Regions from separate parts of the Zea mays genome. Here all the other regions are linked to region 3. A link is a contact called in public Hi-C data. All regions are on one chromosome and are shown on one strand. Each heading gives the region's core, a stretch centred on a gene start, on an enhancer-like site or on the middle of the called end of the contact. The rest is flanking DNA. Distances are from core to core; before and after follow the strand shown.

Region 1 (3,184 bases), core at 153-2,652, 390 kb after region 3:
GTGTAAATTTGTACATAATGCAGGTTTGATACCCAGAGAACTGTATCCACCTCTCATTTTTCATTACCAAACAGAAATATTGAACCAATTTAGTAAAATTAAGGGGCATCTAAAGAAATATATACTATTCTATTAAAAACCTAATGTGGGCACCAGGTGATACCACGGCTTCACACTCCGCGCTGACACTCTAGGCCCACCCACAACACCGCGCAAAAAATAGTGCAGAGCGAGCACTCGAATCCACGCCCCCTTCTCCAGAAATTTAGGGCTAACCACCAGACCACACGTACCTTAGTGTTTAAAAATAAACAATAGTTATATTTGAATAATATCTCAATACCTATTTATATGATAATCCCTCCGTCCCAATATATAAAGTGTAACCACCTCTAGTTCAAAGACCAAGAAATATATTTAATTCTCTCTATACCACTGCATTGATGTACGTATACATAGAGAGAGTACGTCTTATATTGTTGGACAAGAATAAATGTGGTTATGCCTTATATTATGGGACGGGGGGAGTATATAATAAACGTAGCAAAGCACGGGCAACTGGCTAGTCAATAGATGAAGAACCTAAACTAAAAATTGCTTAAAATATGCTGAAAATGGTAAAAGTTGCAACTGCTTCATAGTGAGTTGATTTATATATCACCTATTTGCTTCTACAGGGTATACAGCACAGAAATGTTCTTCACATAGAAGAGCAAAAGAAGTACCTGCTGAAGCTCACAACCTCAATGCCTTTGGATACAGCAGCTCTGCAAATCGCAGAACCAACGAATCCACTTCCTCCTAACACCACAATCTGCAACCGTCGAGAAACAGTTCAGAGTGGTGGGTGAAATCGTCTTAAATAATCTAACATAAACTGAGCTAGAGAACTTCGGCTGCTTGCCTTCTCCGTCTTAACATCAGCGACAATATCTATCGGAGTGGAAGAGTAGTCTTCTCTCACATCCGATGCGGCGAACCTACACTTGGTACGGAGCCTGCGCGATCAAGAGAAACCATGTCACCACGAAATTTTGCAGAAAAGAGGAACGCATGCGCCAGGTGAGAAGGGTCAGCAGGGGCCAGGGGGCCCATAAGATAACCTAGAGAATGGGGCCGCTGGAGCCGTCCGAACCGCCGGCGCCGCTGCTACCGCGGCCACGCATCGGGGAGGCGGAAGGGGTGAATTCGCCAGCGCCGGCGGCCGGACGAGGATCGGCGAGGGGGCCATGGGTTTCTCCGCTCGATGGACCTGGGCTGGCGGAGGTGTGAGCGCGAGGGCGCAACGGCAGCGGCGAGCCGGGAACGGCCGGCAGGTGGTGGTGCAGAGCGTGTCCGCGTGGGCAGTGTGGGGCTGCTTCGCGTTTCCGGTCCGGTGGCGTGGGGTGTGGGGCTGCTGGAACAGAACCGGACGACTGGAGTGAGGCGTCCCGCTAGCCGCTGCCACGTCGCTCAGTTGTTTTCGTGTGGATTTCTGCTCGGGAACAAGTAGGGCCGTTTGGATCACAGGATTTCCGAAGGAACCCCGTATTGTTTGGAACGGAGCCTTCTCATCAAGTTTCCTTACGTTTTTGATGAACCAATGTTCTATGTTTTTTATTCCTCTATTTTAAGTTTTTAACACTGTTACTTCTGTCTCTTTCTTATGTTCTATTCATTTCCTCTTTTGTATTTCTATGTTCCAAACACGGCATAAACAGCGAGCCACAGAAAAATATGACATCTGGTCCCGATCTGATTGGACGGCCAGGAGGTTTGGATGCTGTTTAATTGCAACGAATGGGACTGGACAAAATATGTAATTGTAAATAAAGTAATTATACGTTTATAACTCAAAAGGTCAGAATGTGCATATATATAAAGCAATAGAGGTAGGAGAATGAACTCCATTCGTTATATGTGTATAAGTTCATCTTCATCTATTTGAATATCGACGTAAAAATTAAGAGTTAAAACGACTACTATTTTGGAACGGACGGAGTAGGACGCAAAATGAATATCAGACATCTACAGTTTCAGTATGTTATTCACTCAGCAGATCATGTATACATTCTCTCATTAGTTGAATGAGCAAACCATATTTTTCAATGCAAGAATAGATTCTTAAAAAATAGAATGCATGTAAACATTACATGATATCTACACAACATAAATGTAAACATTAAAAATGGGGCAACGAAGAATCGTGGCTCTGGCCGCCTCTCTTCCTGGTCGACAGACAATACAACAGTCCTTCACAAAGTTCAGTTCGCTTGTAATATGCGAATCCGAAGCTTCCAACACCTTTTCAAAAATGACTGTCATATCAACCTTGGGTACTGTACTCTCTTTTATAATCCCTCTCCATTGAACTATCAGGGCGAAATAGATCCATAGGACTACACCAAGAACTGGACGCCAGCTTCACTTAATCCTTTTCCAGGCTCTGTGAAGAATCTACCTGCCCCCATAACGTCTCTGCGTAAATCTTCTCTTCTTCCTTCTCTTGTTGAGAACAATCAGATAGCTCAACCACCTGCTCATCGTCTTCATCTGGCACATCTTCGTCAGTATCATCTGGCAAATCTACAACATCGTTACCCTGCAGAACACAAGCCTCAGCCACAGCCTCTCGCATGGCTAGCCGAGTGGCTGGCTTATCACTCCCCTTATATCGCGGTGGAGGGACAACAAAGGGCAGGGCGATGTCCTCGATCCTGTGCCTACTTTCACTTGCATGCTTTGACATGCCTGGTGGCAGAGCAATGAGTATGATGCCAAGCTCATAGTTGCAAATGTGTAGCATTGGACTAGAAGGTGCTGATCTGGCTTTGCTAGGATTTGCTTTGGAGGGAGGAGACAGCGGCTGTCCCCATGCAGCCGGACTGAAGTTATGAGACCCACAATAAGTCCAGCCGAATGAATGCTCACCAAAACAAGACTTGAAGCGTCTTTGAGCAACCTGGTATATTGATAAATTTGTCACTATCATAGCTAAATTTCAGTAAAGAACATTGAACATTTCATCCTTTTTAAAGGTAGTGTCTGTATCAGCCAACGATGACGCAAACTCGCAAAGGTAAACAGAAGCAAACCACATAGGACATGTCTATCCAAGTTGATGGTAGATAGCTTATCCAAAAAGGGTGAAAATCAAGAGCATTAGCTAGCACTTGAAAACAAAGAAAGAGTAAATACCAAGTAA
Region 2 (3,211 bases), core at 396-2,895, 360 kb after region 3:
AGACATGAGAAATGCCATGAGTAATCATATGACATTATTAATATATCTTTTCTATAACATCATGAATAAACAAACAAATATTGAATTACATTTGTACCTTCGGCTTGACAGAAGACAAAAGTCCAAGCGTGACACACGAGTGAATACAAGTCAGCGTGAACAGTGCGATGTCACTGTTCATCTATTTATAGGCACATGACGCAACCTGTGTGAAATTACAATCATGCCCTTGACATTTACTATTGACCTAGGGATAATCTATCGAGGACTAGACAACATTTTCCCTTTTAAGTCGGTTCCATTTTCCACTGCTGAGCCAAAGCTTTTCCACGGGTAGCTTCGGCATTGGTTCATCCTTCTCCTGAACCGCGCCCTTCATCTCATGTATAGCTTTATCCCATGTCCGAAGGTTCCTGTACATATATTACACTTGGAAAATATGTTAGTCATGTTTTTGAGGACCTTTGGAAGACGAAGGCCCCCAACAGTGTGCTTCATATATTCCATAGGAGTAATGGGTCCTAAGGGAACCGTGGAAAAATGCACCTAGGACCCTTGCAATGCCAAGGGCGCCATCTACAACCATGATGTCACCCATTGACCTCGGAAAAACCTTGGGACCAAGTGAGAGATCCCTTCTGCACCCCTGCCTCGCTAAGGGCATCAAAACCTACACCACACTACTCTTGGCTACTGGGGCCATAAGTCCCAACATAAAGAGTAGTTATAGGCTAATAATTAGACCATACTTGATTCATGGCTCATTTTAAAATCTCATTCTAGGTCATGAATTTTGCATTGGATTTTGTGCTCGGAATCTCAATCTCACTACGAGGTGATAAACAAATTTGTAGTGGATCTATGCACTAACTTACTTTCCAAAATGGCAAAATCTATGAGGAACCAAACACCTTAGTCCATCTCCAGCAGCGTACTCATCTTATCTTCTACTCCCTCTGTCCAAAAGTCCTCATCGTCTAAGCAAAATAAATTCTTCCAGGAATCCACATCGTTTAAGCTAGGGACCACAATTTGCACCTCATCCCAGACATTCATGGCTCCTCGTTTGCGTTGCTTCATTTGATGCGTCTTTATTGTCCAGTTGCTTCAAATACGTCTCTGTTCCCTACTGTTAACTCCATCCGAAGCATGCATGTTCATGTCACACCCATATTTTCAGTTTCACGGATGATAGATGACACTTTAACGGAAGGTTTTCGCGACGGTACATATGCGTATATTGAAAATACAAAACTACGCTAGATAATTAACTTCACAGCGGCGGCCATGCAGACGGAGGGGCATCCTTGGTCTTAGTGTGGGACGCTTAAACGATGAGGACTTTTGGACGGAGAGAGTATTTCAATCTCTACTATATAAATAGTGTAGTCTATAGTAAAAATATTGTTTTATACAATCATATATACCATCTGTTGATCATAGTCATAGCCTTAAAGAGACAACCACACTCTTTAGACTACATTAATTTGAAATTTCTACCCCGGCCGCACAAAAGGGTGAAGCACAAACAGCAGTGTCATTATCGAGGTGCCTAGTGACTGGTTAGATTTGGTATATCAAATCAGATCACAGGAAACATTCAGATCTCATTTAAGAAAACTAAAACAAAAAACGGAGAAAAATCAGGTGATTGCTTCCTTTCCTCTCTCTCCGTTGCCCACCACCCCCAAGCCCGCGATATATTCGGCGCAGCCCACACCTTCCAGCGAATTTCCGTCACCCATCTCCGCACCGCACCCGCAACGCGTCTCTCTTCCTCTCCTGGTCCTCCTGCCACTCCGCCTCAACTTGCTCGGCTATTCCCGGATTGCGGCTCGGGGTTGGTCATTGGCCGTGAGGTGAGCGTGCGAATCGCTCCTCTCATCCCTTGGCCCGTGTTCTGTAGATGCGTATGTAGTTGTACACGCAACTGCAGCTGCAATCTCACTCGACTTGCGCCGTATGCTGATTGTTGATTCGATGTTCTGTTCTGCTGCGATAGGGCCTTTCAAGAACGGGCGGCGGCGCTTTACCTGACGCAAATTGCGCCGGTCTCCTGCCTTGCTGCGCGCTTGGGGGTTGGGCTCAGGAATGGGGGTAGAGCAGGGGCTGCGTCGCCTGGCTCGATTCCCATCTCTCTGAACTTAGATGGATGCATCTGTACGTCTCTGTGCCTCTGGGTGCTTTTGTCTGTCTGACCGTTCGTCTCATGTGTGTTCCGTTCTCTTGTGTTGTGCTGCTGCGTAGGTAAACACCAAGAAGAAGGTTAGTTTCTGTGGGAACACTGGCCACAGCCGCTGCGGTGAAGTTCATTTAGCTGCTGTGTGCTCAGGTCGTATGCGAAGCAACCCCTTCTCGCTTCAGGTTATTGTGTGCTCTGTCCCCCTACTGATTTTAGAACCGGTGTATCCAATTTTTATGAGAGCTAAGAGGGTAGGTTTGTACAATTCAAGGTGGAGTAGGCTGTCCCTGATGGCGTTTGATTTCTCATATAAAAGTTTGTGGTTCGGGAACAGGCAAATATTACAACCTGTACAAGTCAAACTTGAGTTTTCTTATTTTATTAATGGTGATTGGTACCTAAGATGTAATTTCCGTGCTATTAAATCTAGGTGGAAAAATAGTCAATCGAACGTACTTCTTCCGTCCTAGAAGAACGGCATTCTACTTTGTTTTCATCAATTCATCTCAGATTTAGCAAAGTTTATAAAAAATATAACTTTTATGATTCCAAATTATTAAAGTCAGTTACATCATGAAATATATTTTCATATTATATCTATCTGAAGTAATAGATGTTGATACTATTTGCTGTAAACTTAGTAGAGACCGGTTCAAACCTAAACTTACATTCTTTTAGGTAGTGTTTGGTTGAAGAGGCAAGTATAACGGAGTCGTTCTGTTCTAGTTTTGTTGCTGTTTGGTTACAAAGGAACTAGAACAAAATCGCTCCAATTAGGGAATATTCTCCTCAGATCCGGAACCATTCCGCTCCAAAAAATCAACAGGACGGAGCCGCTCCGTTCCCATCCCGCTCTCACAGTCACGCTCCATTCCGTTCACTCTGCAACCAAACAAAAAACAGAGCCGCTCCGTTCCAAATTACCAAACACAGAACAGAGCGGCTCCGTTCCTAGAATCAGGGATGGAACGGCTCTGTTCTACTTGGCTCTTCAACCAAACACTTAATTAGGGATGAAAGTAGTACCAT
Region 3 (2,958 bases), core at 23-2,522:
AACGTACTTCAATCATGATCGGCCCCTTGGTCACGTCAAGGTTCTCAGCGCAAACATTATCAGGGCTCCACTTCTGCTTCCAGTAGAACTCATCTGCGATTTCTGACCAGAAACCAGCTGGGTCGTCGATCGACTTTTGGTACATATCTCGGTACTGTTTACAATTATTGCAAAACCATGTAAATAAATTACTACCAATCACATCCATCCATCACGATAAGTCGAAAAGTAATCCACACGGATACTGAATGTTCGATTCAGATTATGGACCCTACGAGGTGAGATCCCACAAGCGTATGGACAACAACAGAGGCCAACAGGGCCACCGATCCCCAGTCCTGTCTGCATCATCTGACCCGGTGCCCGCAGTAACGAATCACGACCAGCCGCACATTCGGCGGCGCAAAGGCGCAGGCCGCCGAACGCGCGCCACCCATTTGCGCACGAATGTGGACAAATAGAAACGGAAGGCTGCGCGTGGCAGTAGTACGATCACCTGTTTCGTGGACGAGACGAGCGCCTGGGCGGCGAAGTCGGCGCTGGGGTGGACGAGGATGCCGGGGTCGTCAAGAGCCGGCAGTGGCTCGCCCAGCACGGCCATGCACGTCCTGCCATTCCGCGGCTTGGCGGCGGCCACCGCCGCCAGGCCCAGGTGATCGCTGGCGCCCATGGGAGCCTTCCGGCGCCGCAACAGAGACGAGGAGGCGAGATGGTGGGTCAGCGCGGGCAGTAGTGTCCGGATGATGGGGCGGGCGCACCCGCAGCGGCCGCAGCCGGTGGCGTATATATGCTGTGCCATGGTCTCTCGGCCCTGATGGCCTCTCCTCACCTCACCCTGCCCGCCTGCCGCTCTCGGCCGTGGCCGTGGGCCAATCCTCCTTTTGACTTTTGGTCGCTCGGCCGCCCGCCTTCTGGTGGAAGAGGGTGGAAGAGGCAAATCAAGCGGGCGTAAAAGCGAAGCCGAATTTGCCTTTCTGTTTCTGGTGGAACTGACGCGCGGAGCGCCCTGCTAAACTACTAGCAGTCTAGCACTACTACAGCTGCTATGCTAGGGCTCGCGCGGCCTGACACCTAGAGACCAGCGTCGCCGGCGACGGGAACGGAGATGAAGAGGTCCGCGTCCCCGGTTGCCCCGGTTTATACGTGCGCGACGAGGGTTCGAGGACTCGATCGGCGGACGGGGGTTGTGCTGTGTCTGTGGCTGGCCGGTTGCCCCGGTTTATACGTGCGCGATGAGGGTTCGAGGACTCGATCGGCGGACGGGGGTTGTGCTGTGTCTGTGGCTGGGATTTGGACGGTATTTGACTCGCCTACCTGGCGTGGCGGTGGCGGGCGGGCTCCGCCTGGCGGTTGTTTTTGGTCGCGAGCGCCTGCTCCGGTCGTCACTAGATTTGGCTATATGTGTTCGCGTCTCGAGGCCCCGTGAGCCGTAAGAAATGGTAAAAGAACTCCGCTTCAGTTCTCTGCTGCGGCCTGCCGGTACGACAAACCAATGCCCTGTTTGATCCATTTGACACAACGTCATGTTTAAAGAGTTTCTAAAGTTTAGTTCCAAAATTTTTGAACTTCTTAAGAATCTCTCAAACAGTTTCTAGAAAGTAACTTCTAAATTATCAAGAAATTGAATCCACACAAATTCTTATTTACGGCACAAATTCTTATTTTACGGTGTATAGATTTATTTTTTACTTAAGATCACAACTACGGCTGTGACCGGCCAAAGCTGGCTGGCAGGCTTGTACACCACCGAAGTCAGAACAGAACGTGATGTGTTTGGTTTAAGATCAAATTAGGATGATACGGGGACGACATCGTCCCCTCGATTTTTTTGGACCATGCCGCCACCAACAATTGATTCGGTGTTCACCTCGCTCTCACGTGACTCTCATCCAACCACGCACTATAGAAAATATGGCCGCCCACTTATATCCCTTCTTGTACGTCCAACCAAATATACCTTTAATCGCTTGGGCTTAGAGCCGCTCCGGCTGCTGCTGTCGCTATCCTAAGGCTCAATATACTTTAGAAACAATAGGAAACAACACATCAAGCAAGCCAACCGAACAACGTGTTTCAGAGGCTCCAACATGGAAAGTCGAGTGAGACGGTCGGTGGGCTCCCACTTTCGAGGGGCTTACCCTAGTGATATAGAAATATTTGAGTCAATATACTGTTGATTATCATATATTATTTACAATACTAGAAAATATGGCATCTGTTGAAAGTAACTTCTTAAAACTAAAATAACTAAAATTATTGATTAACTTTTTAAGGTCTACATCTAAAAAAAGTTTAATGGGCTAACAAATTTTATGTATTGAAATTTTTTTGTTAGATGATATTAGTATTGAATTTATTATTGATGATTTTGTGTCTAGAAATGTTAGAGGACAAGGTGATCTGTACAATATGTAATAATTTTACTTCTATTTTTTACCACTCAAGTTGTTTTACGATACATAGAATTATTTTAATTAGCTAATATATAGAATAATAAGAAAATAGTTCTTATGGTATATGGTCCTTCATTTATAATGTTGTTCTAGGTTCCTTAAAACTCAGCCTCCACCTCAGCTAACAGTGACCTCATGCTCGTTACATCTCTAAGACTATTAGGCCCGTGCCGGAAGAAAATGAGGCCCTGTACAAAACTATTGAATAAAAAACTCTTATTGCTAAATTATTTAAAAACAGAACTGTAAGTATTAAAATGTTGTAATGTAGTACATAGAAATAGAGTTTATGAAAAAATACCTATTTAACTCTTTATTGTATGAATTTTACTTGAACAACTTCATTCTCTTAGTGTTCCTTGAAATAAATTCTTCAATGATATGATCATATTCAATCATGTCCAATAATCCACTCTCAAGTGCTATTGTGGCTAAATCTGTAAGTCTTTATTATGTCATTGTAGAACGCAAATAGGACTTTAGAAAAGCTTCGCTCTGTTGATGC

What was found. A called contact is a pair of places that touch in the nucleus more often than the background predicts.
Region 1: a Hi-C map of ear shows a contact between it and region 3, with 2.4 times the contacts expected there. The contact joins the promoter of LOC100274377 here to the promoter of LOC103646525 in region 3. A contact is called at or near these places in 3 of 25 Hi-C or Micro-C datasets (bundle sheath, ear and tassel).
Region 2: a contact with region 3 is called in a Hi-C map of ear, with 2.4 times the contacts expected there. The contact joins the promoter of LOC100282590 here to the promoter of LOC103646525 in region 3. A contact is called at or near these places in 4 of 25 Hi-C or Micro-C datasets (bundle sheath, ear, endosperm and 1 more).

Annotation. Positions count from the first base shown.
Region 1 is chr2:62,710,550-62,713,733 of Zm-B73-REFERENCE-NAM-5.0, forward strand. It overlaps LOC100274377 (3-beta hydroxysteroid dehydrogenase/isomerase family protein), which reads right to left and starts at 1,403. Exons shown (of 7, transcript NM_001148737.1): 1 at 1,104-1,403; 2 at 905-998; 3 at 726-814. The coding sequence starts at 1,231. LOC100382237 reads right to left here. Exons shown (of 12, transcript NM_001174991.1): 12 at 2,065-2,941. The coding sequence ends at 2,408.
Region 2 is chr2:62,680,588-62,683,798 of Zm-B73-REFERENCE-NAM-5.0, forward strand. LOC100282590 reads left to right here and starts at 1,646. Exons shown (of 6, transcript NM_001412117.1): 1 at 1,646-1,859; 2 at 2,003-2,160; 3 at 2,248-2,364.
Region 3 is chr2:62,318,263-62,321,220 of Zm-B73-REFERENCE-NAM-5.0, forward strand. LOC103646525 (acetyl-coenzyme A synthetase, chloroplastic/glyoxysomal) reads right to left here and starts at 1,273. Exons shown (of 18, transcript XM_008671255.3): 1 at 497-1,273; 2 at 8-154. The coding sequence starts at 799.